Linked DNA regions of Sus scrofa: region 1 is linked to region 2. Evidence: chromatin contacts called from public HiChIP or PLAC-seq data. All regions are on one chromosome and are shown on one strand. The core of a region is the stretch at or near the end of the contact, and the rest is flanking DNA. Distances in the headings are between cores, read along the strand shown. Region 1 holds the start of AZIN2 (antizyme inhibitor 2). Region 2 has its middle 9.3 kb from the start of SYNC.

Evidence for each region. HiChIP or PLAC-seq counts read pairs in DNA pulled down with a chosen protein or histone mark.
Region 1: a contact with region 2 is called in an H3K27ac HiChIP or PLAC-seq map of alveolar macrophages. The contact joins the promoter of AZIN2 here to the enhancer-like site in region 2. A contact is called at or near these places in 6 of 47 Hi-C or Micro-C datasets (alveolar macrophages, embryonic fibroblasts, mesenteric adipose tissue and 3 more) and 1 of 2 datasets of contacts at active chromatin or transcription factors (alveolar macrophages).

What each region holds. Positions count from the first base shown.
Region 1 is chr6:89,345,221-89,349,814 of Sscrofa11.1, forward strand. AZIN2 (antizyme inhibitor 2) reads left to right here and starts at 1,640. Exons shown (of 11, transcript NM_001123193.2): 1 at 1,640-1,816; 2 at 3,591-3,764. The coding sequence starts at 1,712.
Region 2 is chr6:89,033,143-89,038,023 of Sscrofa11.1, forward strand. No RefSeq gene overlaps it. Among named protein-coding and RNA genes, the nearest start is that of SYNC, 9.3 kb to the left of the region's middle. Within about 2 kb of position 3,364, at least 50 of the 83 cell types and tissues checked have an H3K27ac peak or open chromatin away from gene starts, as enhancers often do. A contact at or near this core is called in alveolar macrophages, where this site is marked.

The sequences.
Region 1 (4,594 bases), core at 390-2,889, 310 kb after region 2:
AACGCTTCTCGGAGAAGGAGACACATTTTATTTGAGGAGTAGGAGTTTGCCAGATTCAGAAGGTAGGATGGAGGGAGGGGTTGCCCCGAGCTGGGAAAGTCACAAGAAGGAATTCTGAGACCATTTCATCTGGGTTTTGAGTTGGAGGAATCAAAGAAGATGCTGGAATAGTCAAATAAAAAGGATTTTATTAGGAAGGTAATACAAGGAAATATCATTTGACCTCGGCTTCCAGGGAGGAGTGGGCAGTTTACCGGTTTAGAGAGGAGAGGCACCGTGAAGCTGAGGTAGTCCCAGAAAAGGCGGAAGCAAACAGGAAACCTCCTTGGCTTCCTCCTTACTCTAAGATCCAAGATTTAGAAGCTAAGGGTCCCACCGTGTAGATGGTCGGATTCTGAGCTGGCGGCGCTGCAGTTCTGACTTCCCAGTGTAGGATAGCGGTGGAGGGGGCTCGGCAGGATTGAGGATCAGCCTTCCGGAGCGGACCCCGGAGCTGAAGGCTTTATGTCGGAATCGACCAATGGGATGCCGGCACCCAGTTGCCAAGGCTACGGAGGGTGGCCGAGCAGAGGCGGGGCCTGGATGCCAGGGGCGGGGTCTGGGCGGGGCTTATATAAGCGGGCTGCGGGCAGAAGGCGGGGCGTGGGGTCAGTGGCTGCTGGGCGGGCGGGGCGCAGGCCGCGGGGCCCGAGCCTGGGGGAGCGAGCGAGCGGAGGCGCAGAGGATCCGATTCACTCGCTGGGGAGACCTATGGGCCGAAGCCGTGTAAATGCGTTTTAAGGCGAGTGCGGGGAGTGGCTCGGGGAGCCTGGGGAGCGGGCGCTCGCGGCTCCAGTGCTGACCTGCTCCCCGGCCCCTCTTGCCTCCTCTCAGCAGGGGCCTCGGCTCCGCAACTGCCACTCCTTCTCGGGGTGTTGCACAAGTTTCGAGGTTACCGGTGACCCCCCCTAGCAGCGCGCCTGGTTCTGGCCCCCGCGAAGGAGGACGGGGCTTGGTAAGCGGACCTCGGAGGGCGGGACCTCGGCCCTGCACTCAGGAAGGCTCACCTGGGCAGAATTTCAGCCTTGGGTTCTTGCCTGGGAGCCCGGGACCCCCACCCACCAGGTGGAACCCCCATGCACGCTTAGAATACTAGCATGTCAGGACCAGCCCGACCCCCATTTCGAAACGGTGAAACTGAGGCTCCGAGAGGGAACGAGGCGTACCCAAGGTCACGCGGCAAGAGAGCAGACCCTAACCTCAGTTCTCGAGTGGAGACTCCTAGGTGGGGCCAAGCGCAGCCACTTCAGGTGGGCGTGGTCAGGATGGCGGGAGGCACCTGGAAATTTACCTACTCGGCTTTCCTGCTCCTTTCTCTCTCTTTCTTTCCCTTTTACTAAAACTCGAATTTCAGAACTGGAAAAGATCACCAAAACAATTCGTCCATTTTACAGATGGGGGACTGAGGCTCAGAGAGGCAATGACATCTAGACAGATAATGCCTTGTCCCGGTCCAGGATTCTTACTCGTCCCAGCTAACCTAAGCTCCCCAGGCTTGTGCTGAGGGCAGGGTGTGACAGGACGAGGCGCCCTGGCCTGGGGAGGTGAGGGGCGCAGCCAAGGCCAGGCCCCCAGCGGCCCCCTCACTCTCCCCCGCAGTGTGTTGCATACTTTCTAAGGCGGCCGGAGGCATCGGCAGCTCCATCCAGCCCACCGGCTCCTCCTCCTCGGCATGGCTGGCTACCTGAGTGAAACGGACTTTGTGATGGTGGAGGAGGGCTTCAGCACCCGAGACCTGCTGGAGGAGCTCACTCTGGGGGCCTCACAGGCCACCACGGTGAGGGTCTGGGAGTGGGGGGGTGGGCCCTCTGTTCCCCCAGCAGGCCCAGCTGCCCCTTAGGGCCCTCATCTTCTTTCACTTATTTGGTATTCAGTCCTTGGTATTTGCGAGAGGCTCATTTTATCTCCAAATTCCTGGTCCTTGCCCCTAAACCTGCCCCTCCTGTGTCCCCCGCCTTCATAAACACACCACCATCACCTGCCCAGCCCTCTAAGTCAGGAACCTGGGAGTCCTTACATCCCCCTCCCACAGCTGGGCACCACTAAGCTCTGTGGATTCGGCCTCCTTAAATTACCCTGCCATGTGCGCTTCTGGAATTTCACTTGGTAGTTTAGGCCTCATATCTCTAAAGGCTCCCTAATCTTTTCTTTCCCTCACTTCACTCCTTTCAACTTTATCATAGCTCTGCTCAAAATCAGAATTCTTGGGAGTTCCCATTGTGGCTTAGTGGGTTAAGAACCCAACTAGTATCCATGAGGACGCCGGTTCTATCCCTGGCCTCGCTCAGTGGGTTAAGGTTCCGGTGTTGCTGTGAGCTGTGCTCTGGGTTGCAGATGCAGCTTGGATCTGGCATTGCTGTGGCTGTGGCATACGTATGGCAGCAGCTACAACTCTGATTTGACCCCTAGCCTGGGAACTTCCATATGCCACAGGTTCGGCCCTAAGAGGCAAAAAAATAAAATGAAATAAATTTAAAAAATAAAATAAAAATAATAATAATAATCAGAATTCTTCGGCAGTTTCCCTCTGCCGACAGGATCCAAGTCAGAACCCTCTGCCTTCATAGCCCCATGTCTGACTTTTCCCACAGTATATATTATCTTCCATCAGAGCTGGGCCAGTCTACTCATATTTTCCAGTGATTCCACGTGCTCCACCATCACTCCTTTGCCCAGGCTTCTCCCTGGAACACCCATCTCCCAGCCTCTCTTTCTTACCTACTTTCATTCATTGCTTATTACTCATCTGGGTCACCTTTTCCTGATTACCCCAGGCAGATTTTGTATTTTCCTCCTCCATAGCCCCCACTGCATTTTGTAGAAACTCCTGTTTAGTATTTACTGAATGGGCTTGTAATTGCTTAAAGGGTTAGTTCTCATCCAGACCGAAGCCCTTTCAGAACTAGAGCCCTGTCTGGTCTTTTCTGTACCTTACTTAGCATACTTGATAAGTACACTTAGTCAGACACCAAGTGGGCATCAGTAAAAAAAGTGTTGCATAGAAGGGAAACTGCATCCCAGGAAAGGGTTAAGTCATGTGGTCTCACCCATGGCCACACACATGTTCAGCCCTCCACAGCCAGTTGTCCAAGGGCATGGGTGCCATGGCAGTGGGACTACCTCAAGACTTCATTGAAAGCCAGTGACTGTAGGCTCTAGCTTTGGTCTTCAAGGAATTAATGTTTTTCTGGAGGAGGCATGTATGTATACACAGCTCTGTTACTTTGGAAGTATGTACAAAATGCAATGAGAGCATTAAAGGCAGAGTTGCCTTATTGGTTTGGGAAAAAGCAGGGTTTCAGCTAAATCTTGAAGGTAGATTAGGAATTTGCCAGACAGTTGTGGGGGAAGGGTATTCTACATGGACGGCAGGTGGGAATGAAGGCTAGGATAGAGCTGGAGTTTGAGCTGCCCTGAGGGGAGGAGCTGGAGCTGGATGGCAGAGCCTGGGATGTACTGTAGGCTTGGGGAGGGAGCCCCAGAGAACTTTAAGGCAGGAGGCTTGGGAGGTCCTTGGGTGGGGTCTCATATTCACCCTTGTTGTTGTACAGGACAAGGTTGCTGCCTTCTTCTTGGCCGACCTGGGTGCTGTAGTGAGGAAGCACTTCTACTTTCTGAAGTGCCTGCCACGAGTCCGACCCTTTTACGCTGTCAAGTGCAACAGCAGCCCAGGCGTGCTGAAGGTCCTGGCTGAGCTGGGGCTGGGCTTCAGCTGTGCCAATAAGGTGAGCCCCTGCCCCCCACTGGTGCACTGACCCTCGCTGCCTACTGAACACACACGTGGCCTGGCTGCTGTGGGTGGACCTGAAGCAGAGGGACCTGTAATTGGCCCCTGCCCTCCTGGGAAGGGCCACCCATGTGAGAGGGGTTTAAGGGATGAGGGAGGGAGAAACAAGCTTAGAATTTGCCAGCCTTGACGTTCCAAATCAGAACCATGTTCATCCCTTGGTAGGTGGGTCACTTTTTTTTTTTGTCTTTTTGACTTTTCTAGGGCCACTCCCACGGCATATGGAGGTTCCCAGACTAGGGGTCTAATTGGAGCTGTTGCTGCTGGCCTATGCCAGAGCCACAGCAATGTGGGATCCCAGCAGCATCTGCGACCTATACCACAGCTCACGGCAACGCTGGATTGTTAACCCACTAAGCAAGGCCAGGGATCAAACCTGCAACCTCATGGTTCCTAGTTGGATTCGTTAACCACTGCGCCATGACGGGAACTCTGGGTCACCTTTTTAATGGATTTGCAGACTTCTCAGCACGTGTGTCCCTTGGTAGGTGGGTCACCTTTTTAATTTTGGATTTGCAGATTTCTCAGCACAGGACTATACGTGGTATGCTTCCAATTAAAACCAAACCAAACCAAACCAGCTTTTTTAATCATTGGTTTTGTTTTTTCTTTTATAATCTTAATAAGTGACTGTACATTTTCTTAACTAATCCTTTTAGAGTTTTGTTGTTGCCAGTTCTGCATTTCTAATTTGATGGACACTGTTGTCTTAATACCCTCCTGCTCTCTTACTTTGCTTATTTACTCTCATTCTCTGAAACTCCCGCA
Region 2 (4,881 bases), core at 2,114-4,613:
ATTGCTGTGCCTTGATTACAAACCCTGGCCTGGGAACTTCCGCATGCTACAGGCACTTCCAGTAAATAAATAAATAAACTACAAGGATGGAGTTCTCACTGTGGTGCAGTGGGTTAAGAATGTGACTGTAGGAGTTCCCGTCGTGGCGCAGTGGTTAACGAATCCGACTGGGAAGCATGAGGTTGCGGGTTCGGTCCCTGGCCTTGCTCAGTGGGTTAACAATCCAGCGTTGCCTTGAGCTGCAATGTGGGTTGCAGACAAGGCTCAGATCCCGCGTTGCTGTGGCTCTGGAGTGGGCCGGTGGCTACAGCTCCAATTCAACCCCTAGCCTGGGAACCTCCATGAGCCGTGGGAGCGGCCCAGGGGATGGCAAAGGGACAAAAAGAAAAAAAAAAAGAATGTGACTGTAGCAGCTCAGGTTGCTGCGGGTGTGTTAATTCAGTCCCTGACCCAGCACAGTGGGTTAAAGGATCCTGTGTTGTCACTGCTGCGGCATGGGTTTCAACTGCAACTCAGATTCAATCCTTTTTTTTTTTTTCCCTGTCTTTTTAGGGCTGTATCCTTGGCATATGGAAGTTCCCAGGCTAGGGGTTGAATCGAAGCTGTAGCCAATGGCCTAAGCCACAGCCACAGCAACGCCAGATCCTGTGTCCTCATGGATACTAGTCAGATTTGTTTCTGCTGAGCCATGACAGGAACTCCCAGATTCAATCCTTGGCCTGGGAACTTTCATATACCATGAGTTCGGCCATAAAAAAATAATGATAATAAAATAAGCTAGCTACAAGGATATATGGTACAACACAAGGAATATAGCCAATGTTTTATAACTATAAATGGAGTATAACCTTTAAATATTGTTACCCACTATGTTGTACACCTGCAACAGGTGATATTGTACATTAACTGTATCTCTCTTTTTTTTTTTAATATTTAGGGCCACACCCATGGCATATGGAGGTTCCCAGGCTAGGGGCCTAATCAGAATTGTAGCTGCCAGCCTATGCCAGAGCCACAGCAACTGTGGAGCCAAGCCGCGTCTGTGACTACACCACAGCTCATGGCAACACCGGATCCTTAACCCACTGATCGAGGCCAGGGATCGAACTCTCATCCTCATGGTCACTAGTTGGGTTCGCTAACTGATGAGCCATGACGGGAACTCCTGTATCTCAATTTTTTTAAGATTTAAAAAAATTTTCTGCTAAGAAAATGTTGTGAATTGATTAAAATCCCATCCTAGGTGAACAGTGACCTTCTGGCCACCACTCCAAGCAGAAGAACAGCTCAGGGAGGGGCTCAGAGTGTTGGGATGACTGGCAGAGGGATGAGCTTGGAAACAGAGAGGATCCCGAGGGCTGCAGGGAGGGGAGCCCTGGCAGCGGTCTCCACCAGCCCCAGAGCATGACCTACATAAGCTTGGGAAGGCTACCCTGAACCTCAGTTCCCTGGCTGTGAAATAGGCGACCAATACCCTCTTCACAGGATTGTCTCGAAAACGAATTAAATGTGAGGCTCAGCACAGGAGCAATTGGAAGTGAACTTGCTCTGAAAGCTGAGAGGAGCACATGCCCCATTACTCGCCATTCTGCCGAGTTTGTGGGCACCAAAAGCTCCAGCAAACCAACTAGAGGCCGGAGGAGGGTGGTGAGAGATGCCCTAGCGGGGCCCTCCTGCCCACTGCTTCAAGGGAGCCAGGTACATACATAGCCAAGCTTTGGAGGCAGCAGACTGGAGCCTATAACTTGCCTCTGCACTTAATCACTGTGTGAGCTTAGGAAAATTATTCTTGCCTCACAGAAATTTTCTTCTCTGTAAAATCAGATAACACTTTTGACTTCGTGGGTTTGCTGTGAGGACAAACTGAGAACACAAAAGGCATTTAGTCGAGTACCTCATGTAATGTGAGTGGCCAAGAGACAATAATAATTATTTTTCTTTTTAAATTTTGATTTATTGTTATTATTTTATTTTTTTCTTTTTAGGGCTGCATATGGAAATTCCCAGGCTAGGGGTCGAATTGGAGCTACAGCTGCTGGCCAACACCAGATCTGAGCCGCATCTGTGACCTACACCACAGCTCATGGCAACGAAGGGTCATTAACCCACTGAGGGAAGCCAAGGAGTGAACCGAGTCCATATGGATAGTTGGGTTCCTTTCCATTGAGCCATGACACAACTCCCTCTTCTTCTTTTTTTAAATTAAAGTATAGTTGATTTACAACGTTGTGCAATTATTTTTATTTAAAAAATTATAAATTATTATTTTTGTCTATGCCTGCAGCATGTGGAAGTTCCGGGACCAGGGATCAAACCTATGCCACAGCAGCCACTCAGGCTGCTGCAGTGACAATGCTGGATCCTTAACCGGCAGTGCCACGAGAGAACTCTATGACCAAATTATTTTTTATCAGCATCGTTGTCATTATGCCTGACCTCCAGAGGCTTGTAGTCTAGAGGGGCTGGTGGCCTTTTCCTCCTCCGACTTACTCCAGAGGGGTCCCTGGTGTGGCCACACACTTGGGCAGAGTTGGACTTCAAAACCTTAGTTCCACTTCCAGGAAATTAGGTTGTGTGGGTGTTATGTTTTGTTTTCCTTTGTTTTTTTGTTTTTTTTGCTTTTTTTAGGGCCACACCTGTAGCATATGGCGGTTCCTAGGCTAGGGGGTCTAATCGGAGCTACAGCTGCCAGCCTTTGCCACAGCCACGCAGGATCTGAGCTGTGTCTGCAACCTATACCACAGCTCATGGCAGTGTGGGATCCTTAACCCACTGAGCAAGGCCAGGGATTGAACCTGCAACCTCATGATTCCTAGTCTGATTTGTTTCCACTGTGTCACAACAGGAACTCATTTTTTTGTTTGTTTGTTTTTGTTCTTTGTCTTTTTAGGGCTGCACATGTGGCATATGGAGGGTCCCAAGCTAGGGGTTAAATCAGAGCTATAGCTGCCAGCCTACAACACAGCCACAGCAACACCGATCCAAGCCACATCTTCAACCTACACCACAGTTAAGGCAACGCAGGATCCTCAACTCACTGAGCAAGGCCAGAGATGGAACCTGTGTCTTCATGGATGCTAATTGGGTTCATTACCGCTATGCCACCGCTGGAATCCCTGGGTGGGCGTTAAATGGGACACTGTGGAGGAAACACCCAGCACCTTGAAATGGGAAACTGTGGAGGAAACACCCAGCACCTTGCCCAGGATACAAGAGTCACTTGATTAGAGGTATTCCCTTTACTTCCTCATTCCTCCCTGCCCTCTGGGACTGCTGTTTGGGGGCCGGTGGCCTGCACCTCTGCTGACCCATGCAGAGGACACCACGCTCGCAGTCGGGCTCTGGTGGCAGTGCCGAGAACTGCCTCCAGGGGCGCCGCTACACTATCCCGGGCGCCCCGGGAGTTGTTGTTCCCACTGTGGCCGCGCGGGGTCATCTGGACACAGTTTTCGTGAACCGAGGACGCCCCGGCGGCGGGGAGGCCCCGGCCCGAGATGAATCGAGCATGTTATTCCGCAGAACAGTGATAATAATGAACAATAATAACAGCAATAGCTCCAGATCCAGCGGTAACCAGCTGTTACCGATTTGAAAGGCGTCTCGCGTGCTGGGAGGCTGTGGGACTCGAGGGAAGGAGCCAGGCTTCGTCTCAGGCTGTGTTCTAATCCAGTCCGCTCACTCTCCAGTTCTGCTCCGTACCCGTAGCCTTGGGCCGCTCAGAGCCTGCTTCATCAGTTAGAAAGTGGGAACCTTAATATAGTTCTTGAGAGGAATGAATGAGCTTCCGGATGGCTCCCCGGAGAGCAACTTGGAATGGGATCAGGTAGGTAAGCAGTGGGGAACCTGGCCCAACTCAAGGTATCTAGCAAATCCCTCGGTGTCTTTGGTTCATTCACCAAGCCTGTCCTGAGTCCCTGGGCCCTGGCCCTGCAGCCTCTACCTCTGTTATCTTGCATAAGTCTCTCACCAGTGCAATCCTGAGAGGCAGGTGTAATCATCACCCCATTTCTAGCATTTCTAGCTCAGAGAATGGCCGTGACTCGCCTTAAGTCATAGCTGGGAAGTAGGTGAGCTGGGCTCCCCATTGCACAGGCTGCCTCCGTCCCATCCAGGTTTGAAGAATGCTGAGGAGAGTTGACAGGGTGCAGTGCCCGCTTGCGTGCGTGCGCATGCGTGTGTGTGTGTGTGTGTGTGTGTGTGTGTGCGCGCGCGCGCGCGCGCGCGCTTCTGGCTTGGGCCTGTGGGGCTACCTACAGAGACAGGTACTGCCAGGGGATGGGAGTGCCTGGTAGGGAGATTAGGAACAGTGAGGAGAAGCAGGTTCCACAGGCAGCCAGCCAAGGCAGGCAGGAGGCGGGCCTGGGTCTGGAACCCACTCTTCCTTGTTCCCAGCACCAGTATCCGCCCCCGACTCTGCTCCTGGCACTGGAGTCCTGGCTTCTCATCATCTGACCCCCAAGCTGGGCCTCACTTTCCCCATCAGAGAAACAAGGACAGAGACCTGGTGGGGGACAGCGGCCAGGATTCCTGCTCCTTTAAGCCCTTCTCGGTGGAGGGCGCGGCCAGCGGCAGGTGAGCGGAGTTGCCACATCAGCAGGGCGAGCCCCGCCCCCTCCCCTCCCCTCCCCCAGCTCCGGAGGGAGGCCCCAGAGGCCCCAGAGGACGGTGGGAAGTGGGTGGAGAGAGAGAGCTGAGCCTAGTTGGCAGGAGAGGAGGGGGATGGTTGCTGGGGGCGGTGAGGGACTGTGTGTGTGTGGGGGTGTCCCTGACCGTGCTGTACCTGACCGACGTCTGTGTGTGCTCCAAAGCATACAGGAGTGTGTACACAAGTGTGTGGCTTTGACGTAGGATGTGCTCATCGTGTTCAAGAATGCATGAGCG